2 separate regions of the Anas platyrhynchos genome follow, and region 2 is linked to region 1. The links are chromatin contacts, called in public Hi-C maps. All regions are on one chromosome and are shown on one strand. Each heading gives the region's core, a stretch centred on a gene start, on an enhancer-like site or on the middle of the called end of the contact. The rest is flanking DNA. Distances are from core to core; before and after follow the strand shown. Region 1 holds the start of TBC1D7 (TBC1 domain family member 7). Region 2 holds the start of MLH1 (mutL homolog 1).

What was found. Hi-C and Micro-C count contacts between places; a contact is called where the count stands out from the background.
Region 2: a Hi-C map of subcutaneous adipose tissue shows a contact between it and region 1, with 1.6 times the contacts expected there. The contact joins the promoter of MLH1 here to the promoter of TBC1D7 in region 1. A contact is called at or near these places in 3 of 8 Hi-C or Micro-C datasets (liver, skeletal muscle and subcutaneous adipose tissue).

Annotation. Positions count from the first base shown.
Region 1 is chr2:95,350,952-95,356,931 of IASCAAS_PekinDuck_T2T, reverse strand. TBC1D7 (TBC1 domain family member 7) reads left to right here and starts at 3,519. Exons shown (of 10, transcript XM_013103895.5): 1 at 3,519-3,673; 2 at 4,512-4,716; 3 at 5,168-5,288. The coding sequence starts at 5,177. LOC119716084 (a long non-coding RNA gene) reads left to right here. Exons shown (of 3, transcript XR_005263767.2): 3 at 1,499-2,986.
Region 2 is chr2:95,558,948-95,564,904 of IASCAAS_PekinDuck_T2T, reverse strand. MLH1 (mutL homolog 1) reads right to left here and starts at 4,211. Exons shown (of 20, transcript XR_011806813.1): 1 at 3,991-4,211; 2 at 3,513-3,603; 3 at 3,281-3,379; 4 at 2,664-2,737; 5 at 1,522-1,594; 6 at 543-634.

The DNA of each region.
Region 1 (5,980 bases), core at 2,270-4,769:
TCCAAGTTATGATTGGAATCCAGAAGACATCCTAAAAATCATTAACATGATCTTAAAACAATTCCATTTACTACTGGAGTGAGCAACTGCATTTTGGTATTCCCTTAGTAATTGTCTTGCAGTTTCCATATGTCTTCAGACAAAAGCATGTCATCTCTGAAATGCTCTCATTCTCTAACAGAAAGGGAAAACAGAGAAGTAGGACACATCTGCACTCAGCTTTCCCAGTTCAGCTGCTCATCAGGTGTTTTTGGCCCTGTGGGCCTTTACTTTGCTGCCATTTGGGGATGTGTATTCATAATTACAGAGATAGTGTTTGGTCTGCTTGGAGGCAGACATGGTGAAATGAAAGGCTAGGTTCCTTTTTGCTGCCAAATTGTTTTATGATATTTTTATTACCCCAAAGTGTTTTTGTTTTGTTTTTCATCTCACTTCAATGAGGATTGAGTTAGAAACACTTATAGCTCCAATGTTGGCATTCTTCTCTCAGGTAGGATGTAAACAGCAGAATGATGCTGTTTTGGCCAGGAAATGGGGCCAAGCTTTTCTCAATCTGCTGATGGTCATAATGAAATGGTTCTGTGAATGTGTAAGTAAATTTTCCTTTCCATTAACACAGCCCTACTCACTATCTGGAACTGTTCAGTCTCCTGAAGAAACAGAAGATTGTATATTAGAAAAGCTGAAATTACCAAATTTATAACTCCATTCCAACACATTAATCATGTACTACTACAATAGGAACAAGGGATGGTGCATCAGCAAACTGAAAGTATGCATTGGTTTTGATATACAGTGAAGATATCCTCAGCCAAGCATCCCTAAAAAAGGAAGTGCATCTTCAGTTAGTTCAGAGCAAATGAAACTCACCTGAAAACTGCTTATTTTTTGTATGTTACAATATGCATTTAATGACATAGAAATATGGACCTCTGTGCTGTGTAAAATCAGTGTTCCATTGCTTTGCATTTTCATCTTCTTTTGGTAATTTCACACAATAAGGTGTGCTTCCAGTAACCATCTGCAATTCCACTGATAGGTCAGGCATACATGAGAGAACAAAGCCCAAAACACTTTCCAAGAACTATAATATTCAACAGCATAAAACTCCCATAAAATTATTCCAGCTTTAAGAGCAAAAGCATTACTTTTCATGAACCATGGGAACAATACAGTTCATATCTTGCAAGAAATAAAAACATTAGCAATGCCCTTTTGGCTTCCTTCTCATGTGACTTTGTATGTCAGTGAGTAATTCACTTTTTCAATACAGACCTATTACTAGAAAATACAAATGCATTAATACTCAAATTAACAGATAAAGGTGAGAGATGCAGTATGCTACCAGGATGCTAATGATTTTGGCTCTGCTATCTGAGATAATTCCAAGTCAATTCCAAACCTGTTCCCCTTTTATCTGTTATGTGTTATATCTTTTTGGATGTTATTGCACTTAAATATTAGTTTGTATGTTTTTTTTTTTTTTTTTTTTTTTTAGGTTATTATTGCTCCGAGAGATGCCTTGGAAGGTATTATTGATTAAAGATAATTTAACCAATCAATGTTATTATAAACAGTCTTTCACTCAGCTGGTTGACTCCTGCAGCTATTCATGATGAAATTCTGCTTTCATTTACAATGGCAACAAATAGATTCCATTGGTAAGAATGAAAATAATTCATTTCCCTAGACAAAGGACAATCAGATCATCAGATCATTATTCGGTTTATGAACATGTAGACAGTTTAATATGTTGATTTAAGTAATGCAATCACCTGTGTGCTTTGCAACACTGATTTACAGCACATACAGTCATTTAGCCATTTTCAGTGCAGGTGGATGTACAAGGGTAGTTGTGAGGAAGTAGGGCTGTTAAATAAAGATGGATAAATATAAATAAAATATAGTAAACATAAATAAAATAAAGAAAACGGTAAGTATGTCCAAATGTTGATAGGGCTTTTTTTTTTTTTTTTTTTTTTTTTTTTTTCCTTAAAAAAAATAGGTTTGTAGGCTTTTTTTTCGCTTTATATCTGTCACCAAACAATGGTCTTTGTCATCATTAGCAGTTCATGCTAAGCCTATGCTTTTAATTTTGATTATGTTTTGAAAAGTCTCTAATTAATTTCTTTAATTAATTTCCTAGTGATCTAAATATAGTGACTGGTAGTCAGATTTACAGTTGGCTTTGGCTGGGATTCCACTATAAACTATTAAATAAATGTTAGAAACTGTTTACAGACACCATTAAGAAAAATGGTGTGTTTCAGAAATGTGACTGAGAAACCTGTAATATGTAGTTTAGAAACTTTTCTAGGGGGAGCATATTATTATTTTTTTTTGGGTGGTGGTATTGATTTTATGCTATATTTTCATGCAGCTAAACTTTTCGGACTTATTTTTACTATTCATTTGATTAATCAAAGCCATCATTACTGTATTAACCTGATACAAATCCACAGTACAGCACCTGGTAGCTCAGCTGCTTAAAATATTTTTGAATCTGCTGTACAATGAACAGTGTTAAAACGAATTGTGCTAGCTTTAGCCCTTTTTAGAGCACCACTAAAGCTATGTGACACATATTGACGAGGTCAAGAATAAGTACTTTTAAATGACAGAGATGTGATTGAACTTCTGTAGCATTTTCCTGAATCTTGTGATACTTGTTAGCTGCCAGCAGCACCAAAGGGGTCTCGCACAGAGGCAACTGCCACCTATCGACAAAAGATGCGTACAATGCCAATGTTTGAAAACTGCAAAAAATGGCACCAGGCTGCCACCTGCTGCTGTGCAGAATTACTTCAACAAACACATTTGTGAGGCCACACCATCATTCCTCGACGAGCTGGCTCCAACAAAAGCGTGCCCATTGTGCAGCAGCGTGCTTTCCTCTAGGCATCCAAAAAGCGTTGCTCAGGATGATAGAAAGGGAAGTTCTGTCTGCTTGAAAACAGGCCACTTATAGGAACCTAAAAAGCTGTCTGGAGGGGATCTAGCATTCTGAAGTCTCAGCGTTGCTGGCTGAGGTATTTGATGGTTAATGTTCCTGCTTCCAGAAAGGGACCGTGAGCTGAAAACTCAGCTTCTGGTAAAAGAATCTGCCTGTCTCTTGCAGTCGGGCAGCATAATACTGGCCAGATCTCAAAACTCTGAACAACGAAAACATGAAGAAATTAAAACACGGTGTCCCGTAATTTTGGCAGCACAGGGTGATTTTTGGGTGCTGGCCTTCCCCCCGTGAGGGCCTTCATCTGATGTGAGAGGTGGAAGTTTTAGCGCCGGCCACAGAGGAAATCTCATTGCAAAGCCCAACAGCTTTCCACAGGTTACTGTGACTAAACCATCCCTCCCCGTCACAGTGGATAGCCCACATTGCTAAGCATAAAATAGTAAATAACACAGAGTGGGTAGAACTTGTATGAGGGATGACGGTTTGCTTTTCTTTTTTTTTTTTTTTTTGTTGTTGTTTTTTTTTGGGTTTGGAGTTTTTAACCCTTCTTTGTCCCGTCCCCCCGCGCCCCGCTACAGGGCGCAGCGCAACCGCTGGTCACGCGGGGCGCGGCTCAACCGCCACCGTGTGGGCGGTGCCCGCGCATGCGCCGCGCGCTACCCAGCCGCTGTGTGGGGCCGCGTCCGGCTCCTGGAGATGGGGGCCCGGCCCCGGGGTTTGGTGAGGGGAGAGAAGGGGGTGTGTGTCTGTGTGTTATTAATTACCGTAATTAGGATCGCATCGGTTCTTTCTTATAGGTGGTGCTCATAGTCGGTGTGTTGTTCCTGTTCTATGGCTGTACTGTCAGCTCGCCGCGAATGGTAGAGGCTGAACGTTTTCTAAGTAGCGCGTATTAAAGTCAAACAAATATTTTAAGGGTAATTGAGCGTCTGTACCGCCTGAACTCAGCTTGTAAGGGCTGCTGAGCCCTTAAATGCACAATGCGTGAATATCACAGTCATTTTCATGGGGACAGCGTGTAACTGGAATATCCTGCAAGTAATATAAATATTTTTTCCTCTGGCTTGGAGATGGTATTTGTCTGATCTCAGTATTAATTCAGGCCTTTGCTGCTTTATATTTTTCCGGTTGGTCTTGACTATGATCCTACAAAGCACTCAGAATGGACTTAGTTTGAAAAACAAATAGGTCTAGTGCATATATGAGTTTGCTGCTTGAAAAAATGTGACCTTATATCTGCAAATGCTGTGCTCCTATTGTGTGTGCTTCAGTTTAGCAAGGAAAAGAATAATTTAACTAGGAAACGTTTTTGATATATAATTCACCTGTTACTGTCCCTCAAAACAAATAATTTTTCTCCAAATTTTGCTGTTGTCACTGGGCTTAAAAGTTGAGGTTGTTTGTAACTCTTTTGAGTTACAAAGCGTAGTTTTATCGTATTTGTAAGCCTGCAAAGGAGAGGAGAGAATTGATATGTAAAGGTTTGAGCTGCATTGAAGTATAAATGTTTGTTATGAAACACATAGTTCTCGCTACAATAATTTACCATTGTTTCCAGTGCAAGGATGAGACAGTTATGTCCGTTTAGTACCAGAATGACGAGCTCAAGAGTGGGGGTGTTACGGTGCCTGATAACAACATGAACATTTAATTCAAATCTGCAACTTAAGAACAAAACTACAGATCTAGCCTTATCCTTTCCTATCACTTCTGTGTTACTGAAGCCAACGTTGGATTGCTCTTGCCTCTGGTTACCTTGTCTGGTGAGTATGAAACCTGATGAATTTTACTTATTTGTATAACGGTTGCATGCGGTTAGAATTTCTGTAGCCAACATTATGTCAGGCTCTTAAATGTAGTTTTATATTAGTTTTGAAATATATGAAATCACCTAAGAAGAGACTCTCCAGCGTGTTTCGAAACTGTAATGTAATTTACTGCAGGAATAATAGTGTAAAAAAATCACTCTTTCATTTCAAAATTGTATATATTTAGATCTTGTTTAGGTCCAGTTTTTATTTTTATTTATTTTTATGATTGTTTATGTTAGCATATGATGTAGAAAATCTTGGAAGACTTTCATATTCTGTAGAGTTTATTAATATTATAGAGACGTAGGCAGTCAGTTTTTATCAGTGTGCAGCAGTATTTGACTTTAACATAATATGAATTTATACTTGTAACTCAAAAGGGGAATTACTGTTTCTCCAAAAGAAATCAATCATGGCTGACGACTCTCAGAGAAACTTTCGCTCTGTGTATTATGAAAAAGTGGGATTTCGTGGAGTTGAAGAGAAGAAGTCACTGGAAATTTTGTTAAAAGATGACCGATTGGGCAAGTCAATTTCATTCTTTCCTCTGTTCATTTGGTGATTTAGCATCAGGTAGGGGAGGGTATAATGGATGCTTTGTAACAGCTGCGCTTAATACTCACTAAAGTTTTTCATCCTTTACCTTTAATCTCTCAGTTTGTACTAGCAGTCCTTTGAGTTTCAAGGAGTTGAGGATATAAATTGTAAAAACTATTAAGGATCTGTGCTTGCATGTTTTTTTCTCTCATTCTCTATGCTTAAGTGAAAACAATTAGTGAAAACGATTTTATCTGAAAATACATATCATGCTGTATACATAAATGCGTATTATGCTGTTAGTTCCGTCTAACCTCAAAATGATGATTTTATTATTGCTGTTGGTCTTTGAGGAATGCCTGTAATGGAATAAAAAGATAAAAGTTGTCCCTTTAACAGAGCGCTTAATTGCTTTGACTTAACAACATCGCAACAAAATGCCTATAAAAATGGTAGTTTCTTCCTAGTGAAAGCTGGGGCAGCTATAGTTTTGTTGTAAATCAAGCTAATGTACATTATTTTCCAGAATAAATACTGTTAGTTTATATAGCGCATTCTATTCCCAACTGAAGTGGTGAAAGCATTTGTAAGTAACGAATCATGAAAGTGGAGATTTCTATCTGCTTGTCATACTTAGGTAATTCATAGACTGGGAACTATTGATATATTAAACTTTAAT
Region 2 (5,957 bases), core at 2,962-5,461, 210 kb before region 1:
ACCATCTTTTGTCTTTCTCACTGGAAATGCAAAGCATTTTTTTTTTTTTTGTTAAATTGACTAAATTCTACTTGCAAAGCTTCTACATATGGCAAAAGATGCAAAAAAAAAAAAAAATGGGGACCTAGTAAGGGAATGTTATATCTAGTAGCATTTTTTTTGTTGTTGTTTTCTGTTAAAAAAAAAAAAGTGAAATTGCCATTCAGCCTTTTCTTTTTCAGCCAAACCTCAATACTCTTACATGTTTTTTACATTGATTCTTTTCATCCCAAGTTCATTGAGAGTTCACTCGTTTCAGTCTATCATCAATTGTTTGCTGGGATTCTTGGTAATAAGAGGCATGGAGTGAATATACTATTTTTCCTGTTTTTTTCTTTATCAAAGTGGACTGTTAACTGTTATCCAACACCATACGCTTAAAAAAAAGTGGAAAAACAACAACAAAAAATACCATACATGCATATACCAATACCTCTGAAAACAAGCAAGCAAAACAGTGCTCTCCACATCACTAGAAACTGGAGTTTCTTATTTCAGTTTACCTGCCAACAACTTCTAGTATTTTTGCATACTCTTCACTTGGATTTTTTAAAGCTTTCCTCCGTGTATTTATATTGTAAAAGAGATCTTCAACCTACAGAGAAGATTATCACAATTAAAAAACATTGAAGAAGTCTCCTCTCACTATATAATTAAGATAATTTTCGAATATATACTACAAAATTTTCTAAGAACATTTAAGTTTTTGAAGAATCCGCATTTGATTTTTTTCCTTACCTGCTTAGGTTTACCTAACAAGTTTAAACTCTAGAGAAATACATAGCTTTATATATTTTAGTACATTCGTTTTTTGTTTTGTTTTTAAAAAAAAACACCACCACCTGTACAAGTATTCACTTTTCAGTGAAAATTATATTCCTTCCATTGCTGACAACAATGGATTCCCTAATTAAATTGTTATCATGAACCACAAATAAACTTTAAAACAGCTGTTGCAATCAGGGCTATTAATGTTATTAAAACAACAACTTAAGTTGTTAATTTTCACTATTTATTGAAACAGCATGCAAGTTATTTTTCTTTTCTGTAGTGAGAAAAGCAGAATTTTGAAGTTTACTCTATGTTATCCTGTATAAAAACACAAACGTAAATCTACAGCTGATTCACACGCAAAGCCTGGAGGGCGCGTATTCCCACTGCAAGGCAAGCACACACCTGCAGACCCTTTGGCCGGGCTGGCTTCTACCTCCCACCCTAAACCTTGCAACACACATTGCTCTTTCTATTTTGAGCTCCCTGCTTTTCTTTATCACAGCCTTCTGTCTCATCCTGATCACATGCTAACATCTGCAGTCACATCATCTCACCACAAGACCAACTGAGGATCTGCCTGCCTGTCTCTCCCCAACTTTCCACTTTTGTGCAATATGCCCCACTTCTTCCCTTGCAATGCAACACATACCAGTAAGTGGTACAAACAAAGACCAGGGAACAGCAGGATAACATACAAAAAAACCTTACCATGATCTGTGTCCCTTGGTTTCCAGCACAGGGTTTTGGAGGGGCTTTAATTTTTCCATCACTGTAAGAAGCTCTAGGCAGAAAATAAAAATAAGTTGTCAGACAGTTGCCAGGATTGGGTGGAAGACAACAGAAACCAATCACCACACTTCTCCCAGAAAGAACTTGGATTGCTGTGAATTGGCTGCAGCTTCTTCCTTTCTGCTAGCAGAAAACTGGCTGTATTGACCTCAGGGCCCATCAAGGCCGCAGGAGAGTGGGAGTAACAGCAGAGAATGTGTAGTAGATAACAGAATAAGTACTTTGAGATTGTACTACTCAAGCTGTTCCTGTAATTGTAGGATTATTATATTGTAATAGTAGGATAATTGCAGCTTTCTTTAATAACTAGACCTGCATTAATAATAATTCTTCCACTAGACTTCACACTTCAGTTATACTAATAATAAATTACTGACTTTATACATAAGATGTGTTTCCTTTTGGGCCAATAACAGGATTTTGACCATAAAAGATTTCTGATCCATTTAGCTCTTTCTGAAATTCTGCATCTGCGTGACTTCCTAAGGACACATTTCTTTTGACCTCTTACATACCCTACATAATTAATAAAAGAAAGACCATCATCATACAGTCTTTTGAAAAAAAAGTCAAGATGTAAACTTTTTTCCTTCTTTTTCATAAAAATAGCTGAGACACTAATAAGCTTATTTTTGCTTATGTTTAGAGCTCAAGTCTTCAGGAGGATATTCAAAACCCTTTTTGGATAGCATCATGAAACAAAATGTTTCTGTGTTCAGAGACCTATGAAATTTGCAAGACTTGCAGGCTGTGTACATACATTTTATCCTGAAATGTGAAAGATAAAAGTTAACCCTACACTGCCTGCTGAAGTAGAATTCCTTTTAAAACTTCCCCCATGCACGTTTAAATTATATTGTTTAGGTAAAGCCTACCCTTACAGTCTGCAATAAAAATCATTCAAACTGTGTTTTCTTATATTCTGGGCCCTGTTTGGAACTGTCCTAGAAACAAAGCATTCAGTGTCCCCATTCCCACCAATAAGAGCACTGAAAAGAACATGAAACACATCTGTTTGTTATTATCTACAGCAGAAGTTACCTGGATCATAACTAGCATACCTGTATGCACACTTTGCATCAGCTGTTTTAGTTGTTACCGTAACATGGGCAACATGACTGATGCTAGCCAATGCCTAGAGAAAGAAAAAGCATCTTTGTAAACCTTGCTCTAGATGTCACTGATAGCTGAAGAAGCATACAAGCTCCAAAGAGCACCACAAAATTCTCATATACCATCTGCAAATAATTAATAAAAGCCCCTGTAAAAAAGTCACTGGGGTCAGTAAAGCCTTTATGACTTTCAGTACCTATAAAACCAGACTTTATCCAGAACTTTCTTTTGGCCTTAAGTACTGCATTTAGCAAAAAGTCTGTCATCATTGATTTACCATCCAGTCAAAACTTCCATTGCCTTTCACCTATACGTTCCTGAAGCAACGCTTGAAAAGACAGGTATTGTTTTACTTAAATAACCTCTTACTCCAGAAAGCAAAAAAGAATATATACCTCTCACTAGGAATCCATATATTCTTAAAAGACACATAAATATATTTTGAACTACATTCAGAAGGCAGATTCTCAGAAATCAGCATAGTTTTGTGAATGAGCAATTATGTGAATTCTGCACTACAGAAAGGCATCAATAAACAATTTCAAAACCTTGCTGAAGAGCTTACCTCACCCCTGAAACCGTATGTAGAAATACTAGACAAGTCTTCAAATTTTTGTAGTTTACTCGTAGTAAATCTCTCACATACAACGTTGAGATCTTCTTTCTATATAACAGGGATAAGAAAATAATAACAGCTATATTCTGTTCCCACTCTTTTCAAGATCAGAAACATTTATAGATCTACGTAAGTGTTAAGAGGTTATACAAGACATCAGCACAGAGCTGTTGGTACTCACTCTGATACCACAGCCGTTATCTTGGACTTGGATGAGCTTCAGACCACCTTCTTTAACTACTACCTGGATATTCGTAGATTTAGCATCCAAGCTGTGGAAAGCGAGAAAGCACAGTATAGAACAGCCATTCTAGAGAATAAATAGCTATCGAAAGTGGAATTTTAAATTGTTTTTATATAACTGATGTTTCTACTCTAGTTTTCAGACACATTGGAACTTCTGTTCCAAAGATGCGCTTGCCGCCTTCTTCCTTTTTCTTCTAGCAGCCATATGAACGATTCTAACCCACTATTCACAGCTCAGACACGGTTTCAGAAAGCCCAGAGAGCCAGGAGGGTGTCCAGCCCCGGAACGACCCCTTCTCCCACCGCTCAGCTGCTGCCCTCCACACGCCCGGCTCCTTCGACTAGCCTCAGCGCCCGGGCTGCAGCCCGAACCCGGAGAGTCCGCCCCTTCTGAGACACCGCAAGCGCCTCACCAGTTCTCTATCATCTCCTTGATGGCATTCGCCGGCCTCTGGATGACCTCGCCGGCCGCGATGCGGTTCACCACAGCTTCATCCAGCCGCCGGATCACGCCGGCCATCGCCGCCGCGACAGGAGCGGAGCCCGGCCCGCCACGAGAGGGGGAGGCAAGAAAATGGCGGCCGCCTCAGGGGCTTGGGACGTTGGAGGGAAACAGTCGCCCCCACGCCCGTTTGCGCCAATAGGCGGCGCGCCCCACAATTGGGTGAGGCAAGTGTCCATCACTCGGCCGCCCTCCCGCCCCGCGCGGCGATTGGCGGAGGGCTGGGGGACGGCCTCGTGGTGGCGGGGAGGGGAGGTCCGTCCTCACCTGTCTTCCTGTCTGGGATCATCGTTAATTGTAACGTGCTAACAGCGATCTGTAAAACAGTTTTCACTTTACAGAAAGAAAAAAATAAAAAATAAAAAAACATCCAGAGGAGTAAACTGAGACCAGTCCCCCCCTGCTCCTGACACCTGGCAATATGGTTGGCATAACCAACGCCATTTCATCACAGAATCATCTAGGTTGGAAGAGACCTCAAGATCACACAGTCCAACCTCTGACCTAACACTAACCAGTCCTCCACTAAACCATATCCCTAAGCTCTACATCTAAATGTCTTTTAAAGACCTCCAGGGATGGTGACTCCACCACTTCCCTGGGCAGCCCATTCCAATGCCTAACAACCCTCTCAGTAAAGAAGTTCTTCCTAACATCCAACCTAAACCTCCTCTGGTGCAACTCTAGCCCATTCCCCCTCGTCCTGTCATCAGGCATGTGGGAGAATAGCCCAACCTCCACCTCGCTTCGCTACAGCCTCCTCTAAGGTACCTGTAGAGAGCAATAAGGTCACCCCTGAGCCTCCTTTTCTCCAGACTGAACAATCCCAGCTCCTTCAGCCGCTCCTCATAGGACTTGTTCTCCAGACCCCTCACCAGCTTCATCGCCCTTTTCTAGACTCGCTCAAGCACCTCGATGTCCTTCTTGTAGCGAGGGGCCCAAAACAGAACACAGTAGTCGAGGTGCGGCCTCATCAGAGCCGAGTACAGGGGGACAATCACTTCCCTAGCCCTGCTGGCCACACTGTTTCTTATACAAGCCAGGATGCTGTTGGCCTTCTTGGCCACCTGAGCACACTGCTGGCTCATATTCAGCCAACTATCAACCAATACTCCCAAGTCCTTCTCTGCCAGGCAGCTTTCTAATCACTCATCTCCCAGCCTGTAGCTCTGCTTGGGGTTGTTGTGCCCCAGGTGCAGGACCCGGCACTTAGCCTCGTTGAACTTCATACAGTTAAATTCATGAAGCATGCAGCTGCTATCTGCCGGCAGGCTGATCACAAGTCACCCCTTCCACCTCTCTGCATGATTTTTGGAAGCACATGTGCCCACCAGCACTGTGAAAGCCCTGGGCATGGAGTCTCTAAGATATGGTGACACCCGTTACAAAGCAAGGGAGCAAAGCAGCATTTGAGATACCACCCGTCAAACCCAGCAGCTATCAGTGGAACTTAGGTCAGAATTGCTGCTGGGCAGCAAAACCTGTGACCCCCATGGCCAGGGGCACTGCCAACATCATCTTGTTTCCTCTGAGGATTGAGTAACTCATGTAATTTTATATGTATTCTGAATTTAGATCATGATTATTAAGAATTTGACCCAAGTGGCAGAGTGTCTAGGTGATCAAAAATCTTACGTAATAAAAAAGCCATGGTGATTGCTAAAAAATCTATCTAATAATGTAGGTCTAATTATAACCGCAACTAAGTGGCGTCCACATTCTACTCAGTATCCCTAAAGAACCTGCTTTAATTCTTTTAGTCCCCATAGCACAGGTGATGGTACACCATCACAGGTGTCACTTCAAACAAGGGGTTTTACAAGGTACCACATGCCTTGGCCAAAGGCATGAAGAAGACACAGTTCCTGCAAGAAACAT